Regions from separate parts of the Sus scrofa genome. Here region 2 is linked to region 1. A link is a contact called in public HiChIP or PLAC-seq data. All regions are on one chromosome and are shown on one strand. The core of a region is the stretch at or near the end of the contact, and the rest is flanking DNA. Distances in the headings are between cores, read along the strand shown.

Region 1 (2,810 bases), core at 121-2,620:
CAAAGAGTGTGACCACGTCTAAACCTACAATAATCCTTTAGTTCCTCCAGCCCCGCCCGGCTGCATCGTGGCTTTACCGCTGGTGTGGATTTTATGATTAACCACGTGCTTAAATGATTAGGACACCAGATGCTCTTCAGTAAATGAAATTCTGGTGTCACAAAAACATGCTGGATAAATTCTGGGTTCTAAAGCATAAATAGTCATTCAATTTCGGAGGGTAGGAAGTTGAGCGGGAAGATCCAACAAGCTTAAAACTTCCCCTGGGTTCCAGCAAGCACTGGAATCCAGGGCAGGTCCAGCACTTTATTAAACAATTACAAGATGAATTTTTAATAGAAAATCTCTTTTTCCGACCAGCGACATATCTTTGTGCTGGAGGGGGAGGGGGAACCACAAGGTCTGTGGCAAAGGCATCATTCTGCCACGGTGCTTGAGCAGTACTTCTACCCTCTAAGAGGAATCAGCAGTCTACGGTTGATTTATGGACAGTCTGTGTCGCCCCGCAAGGTGTCGGTTCCAGGAGCCTTCGCCAATTAGCTCTATTTTCTGCTTAAGCCCTTAAAGCCACCTCCATGGAAACGCCAGGAGCCGAGGCCAGGGGGAGGGGAGCAGACAGGTGCGCCCTCTGTTTGCAAATACACAAAGGGCCGACCCAGCGGCCTCGGTGTCCCAGGCAACTCCACGCACGCAGGGCGCGCGCACTTCCCGCGGCCCCGCGGCGCAGTGGGTGGATGGCGGGCGGGGCAGCGCGCGCAGGTCGCGGCGCGTCTGCTAGCTGAGACCCTCGGCCTGCTCGCGGACGCTGTGCGGGGAAAGCGCGAAGCCGGCTCCGGGCGGCGGCGGCTTGGGCCCCGCGCTGTAGGGACTTGTAGTCCGCGTGCCTCGCGGGCGCCTCCCAGGGGTAGGCCGGCCACGCGTCCCCGCCCGCCGCAGGCCGACTTCCTGCAGCCGCGTAAACTACACCTCCCACCGTCCTCTCCGCTGTCGGGCCGAAAGCGAAAACAAATTCTGGGCTGCGAGGGTGCTGCCCTCCACCCGGCGCCCCCGCCCGCTCCCCGCCCCTCCGGCGCCCTCCTGCGAGGTGGGGAGACGAAAGGCCGCGTCTTTCTCTTTCGGCTTCCTGGGCTCCTGGTGTGGGGGCTGTGCGGGGACCGCGGGCCTTGCTTCACCTGATCCGGCCCGCGCGCTCGGGGGGCGGAGGTTTCCTCCCGGAGGCCGGGCTGCGACCCCCGGCCCAGTAGCTGAATCGGGCGGCGAGGCCGCAGGGAAGTGACTCCTCGCTCTCGGGTGTTGGTGAATTCCCCCCGCTGGCCCCTGGGCGCGTGGTCGCTCGGGAGGCGGCCGCGTGCGCCCGGCCGTGCATTAGGCAGGGCTCCCTATGAGCGCGGACCGCAGCCCCCGGCCGCCGTCTGCCGCCGCCGCCCGACCAGCCGGAACCCGAGCCCGAGCCGGAGTGCGAGCCCGAGCCGCCGCCCGTCCCCGGCCCGGGCGTCGAGGAGCCGGCGGCGCTGCCATGTGGGGCTAGCCCGCGCCGCGCCGGGCCTGCAGCGCGACCGGCAACATGGAGGCGGCCGTCGGCGCCCCGGACGGCGGCGACCAGGGCGGCGCGGGGCCCCGCGAGGACGCGACGCCCATGGACGCCTATCTTCGGAAACTGGGCTTGTATCGGAAACTGGTCGCCAAGGACGGGTCGTGCCTGTTCCGGGCCGTGGCGGAGCAGGTAATGTGGCGGCCGCCGGGCGGGGAGGAGGAAGGCGGCGGGGCCGGGTGGGAGGCGGCAGGCCGGCCGGGCCCGGCTGCGCGTGGCCCAGCTGTCGTCATAGTGGCCCATTGTCACGCCGGAACGAGGCGCTGCCCTGGGTCTGGAACCTTTAAATCGAAACTTAAAAACCTGATTGTCGTCCTTCCTGGCGAAAGGATAATTAGTTGAGGCTAGCCGGTGAGGCCTGCTGAGAGCCCGTGTACTTGATTGATGGCTGGGGACTTGGCGAAATGCTGTTTCCCCCGTCGGTTCCGCATTCATCCGCTCTGGTTTTATATGCAGTGTTCACGCCAGTAAACCTAATGTTGACTAGAGGAGGTGGTGCACTAGCCTTGACTCCGGGAACGTGATTTTTTCCTGTTATTGGACTTTGGAACGCGGGGTAGCCAAGCCCGCCGAGGTCCATCCGAATCAGGAGGAGGAAATGTGCGGTTTGGGAAAAGCCTGACTTTGGAAAATAGAGAATGTTGGAAGAGAATTGTCTTTGAGTAGATTCCATACTTTATTATCCTTTGTAAGGCAATGTAGGTATACGAAAAATGACTGACTTAAGTGTTTCGCTCTTGGTGGTAGGAAGGTTGTATATACCTGTGGTTCTTTTAGGCCCTTAAACCGAATTTCTCCCCGTTGATGGTCGAAATCTCTTTCTAACACCGTTCTTGGGAGGGTATTTCTGATTTTTTGTGTTTCTGGAAAAGGGCTTATTCCGTGTTACATAACACTGTGTACTTGGTAGGTATGCAGTCACCAAAACCCATCCTATATTAAAAAATAGCTGCTGAAATAGTTGGACAAAAGTTTCACATTACTGCCCTGGTTTGTATTTCCTCTCTCACAGTTTGCTTTTCTTTGGCTTAAGATCCACGCCTCCCTTCCCCTCTCCTCCCACCTTCGGAGTCTTTACAGTTCTCTTTCTCTCACCTTTTTTGAATGCTAAATAGTTTTCCAAATTTCTGTTCGTGAGCAAATGTTTTCCTTAACATCTGTAGACCACTCTATTCTCATTTTTTTCTACCTCCAAAGGCCAGTCATTTATTTTCCAAAG
Region 2 (2,810 bases), core at 226-2,725, 980 kb after region 1:
GGCCAATGCCCTACAGGAGTGCTGGTCTGAAAACCCCCAACCCCCCCCCAACCCCTGACTCACTAAATCATTCATCCTTCCATCCATCACCCCACCCCCAAATTAGATGGGGGTTCCAGACAGCTGCCGCTGCCTTGGTCGCTTCCCTCCCAATGGAACAGCGCCTGGGAGGAGCCTCCTCTCCCTTCACAGGAGCAGCTGCGCCCCGCTTATCCCCACTGCGCCCTCAGCCATCCAGCTCTCGCCATTGTTTCTGCCCAGAACAGATACCGCCCCCGCAAGGACCGGGATGAAGAAAAGGAGGCCCAAATCCTCGGATGCGCTGCTTTTAAATGCCTTCCCCACCCCGTCCGTCTACCCTCGTTCCTAAAGGGAAATCTCCCTCCCCCTCCCCCCAGGTTTAGTGGAAACTAAAATCGAGATTCAGAGATGGGCGAGGGAATTATGGGAGCCTCACTTAAAAAAAAAAGTCGGCAGATCCGTCTCGGCCTCAGTAATCAAGAACATGTGTCTAATAAGAGCGTTTGAGGATTTGGCAAGGTTCGCGAAAGAGACAAATAACGCAAATATGAGGTGCCAGAGACCCAGCTGAGTCTACTTGCATAGGTAAGCAGAAGGGCGCAAGGGAGAGCATCATTTCGGATCATCCAAGGGTCTGAGGCCGAGTTTGGGTGCAGAGGAGTGAAGTTCGGCTTCGCGTTTTATCACCAATACACAGCAGAGGGAACCAGTTCCTCCTCCCTATCCCGCCCTCTCCCCATGCCACAGGCCGTCCTTACCTCCATCTCGGAGTCCGTGGGGCCGGCGCCGGCCGCGGAGGGAGCCGCCGGGACGCCGAAGCCCTCGGGGCCGCCTTTGTTGCTGTTGTTGCTCCCGCTACAGGCGGCGGAGGATGCGGGCTTGGAAGGCGCGCTCTCGGGAGGCGGGGGTGGCGGAGGGTCGGCCGCGGACGACATGATGTTCCGTCTGCGTCACCCGCTGCTGCCAGAGGCCCGGCCCAGCAGGGATGAGGAGGAGGCCTAGGCCTGGGTGGCTACGTCGCAGTGAGCCGATGGAGGAGCGGAAGGACCACCCGAATGCTTCCTCTCCGCAGCTCGGCGACGAGCCCAAGCCAGGCCCAGGAGCCTCCCCCTCTAGCTGTCCTCCTCTTCCTCCCGGCTCTGGGTTCGACCGGCGCTTTACCTCACGGCGGGAATCACGTCGACGAGGGTGGGCGGGGCCACCCGGGTCACTGAGGTCAGAGAAGGCAGGCCGATTTACAGGAGGGCGGAGAGTTGGGGGAAAAAGAAAGGAAAGCAAGAAGGACCAAGACCAGGAACTAGCCTAGCCGCCTCCTCTTCTTCCTCTGGTAGATATCAGGTATCTCGCCAGCATCCAGGTCTACTACCTACGCCACCGACTTTCAACACTCGCGAGATTGATAGTTAGCTAAGAGACCGGGGTTTCAAAGTACGCATGCGCATTCTCTACTCCAAGCTCTTGGCCACGCCCCCTGTGCCCCTACGGGCTCTAGGGCGATGAGTGGGCGGGGCCTCAAAGGAGGGCTCGGAGACGTAAGTTTGTGCGTCGGTTTCCGGGCGTGACGCCACCGCAGTCTTACAGTCGTTCTTAACGGCTCGCTGTGCCGGGTCGCTGTGCTTCCCCAGCTTGGCAGTAATCCCAGCGCTGCTCGAAAAATTGCCCGGGTCTTGCGCCGCCTGCTGCAGCGTAGAGGCTTCTGCAGGCCTCTCTTTTACCGCCTCCGCTTATTGGCGTGACGCCACAGAGTTGACAATGATACGGTTTTCCCAGTTGACGTCTCACTGTTTTGTTGTCTAAGAAGAGTGCCTGTTAGTGTGATTTTTGTTTGTTTTGTCATCCTTATGTTAGCTATATGATTGATCATTTCTAAATTCCTTCTTCGGTAGAGTTAGACGATATTTCCTCTAAGTTTACATGCTAAAAGTAAGCAAACTGCGCCAACCACCATGTGAGAAACAAGAGTAATTAGCAGATAAGAAAGAGAGGTAATAGGTTATATCTTTTCCTCAACCACCAAATATTAAATAAAAACAGACATTCTTCTAAAAAAGTGTTACAAGTAATCACTGGTTTGTACATTGCTTTACGCTATGTTCAACACAGCCTTTTGCATCCACCTACTGCAGAATTTAAGCACATGGTGTTCTATTTGACAGCAAATCTGCATACTGCACTAAATTGTTATTTGCCCTGCATAGGCTCTTACTCATCTTTATATCCCCATATCCAATATTCTATTAGTACGTATTGAATAAAGGAGACAAACTTGTCAAGAGTCAAGGTTTGACCAAACCATTGACTATGCTGAATTACAAACAGAAGGGATTTCCTTTGAATATTTAACCTGCAAACTTTTAACCAATTCAATGATAATTCTTTGAGATCTGGAAGAATGTTCCCCAGCCTATTAGAAATGCCCTGTCTGAGACTCTAGGGAACCCCCAAGGATAGATAAAAAGAAAACTATATAAATGATGATCATCATCGTCTTTATATGTACTTGAGAAATGCTAGCACAATATAGTCCAACATTGAAAGTTTGATTTTAAAACTGTTGTATACCACAAAGTGAATTATTATTAACTTGTAACAACCAGACTGTAGAAAAAAGTTTATTATATAGTAGTAACTAAAAAATTTTAACAGTTCAAAAATATAGATAAAACTTTGGAAGGATAGTCCTAAAATTATTGAAAGTGATTGTTGTTGATGTATATTACCTAATTCATTTTTGTTTCTCTTTTTTTATTTTTCTAAAATGAGTTTGTGTATTATTATTTATTTTATTT

What was found. HiChIP or PLAC-seq counts read pairs in DNA pulled down with a chosen protein or histone mark.
Region 2: a contact with region 1 is called in an H3K27ac HiChIP or PLAC-seq map of alveolar macrophages. The contact joins the promoter of SMARCA5 here to the promoter of OTUD4 in region 1. A contact is called at or near these places in 2 of 5 promoter capture datasets (fetal liver and liver) and 2 of 2 datasets of contacts at active chromatin or transcription factors (alveolar macrophages and skeletal muscle).

The regions. Positions count from the first base shown.
Region 1 is chr8:83,239,389-83,242,198 of Sscrofa11.1, forward strand. It overlaps OTUD4 (OTU domain-containing protein 4), which reads left to right and starts at 1,371. Exons shown (of 21, transcript XM_021100662.1): 1 at 1,371-1,723. The coding sequence starts at 1,565.
Region 2 is chr8:84,223,468-84,226,277 of Sscrofa11.1, forward strand. SMARCA5 (SWI/SNF-related matrix-associated actin-dependent regulator of chromatin subfamily A member 5) reads right to left here and starts at 1,476. Exons shown (of 24, transcript XM_003129174.5): 1 at 780-1,476. The coding sequence starts at 956.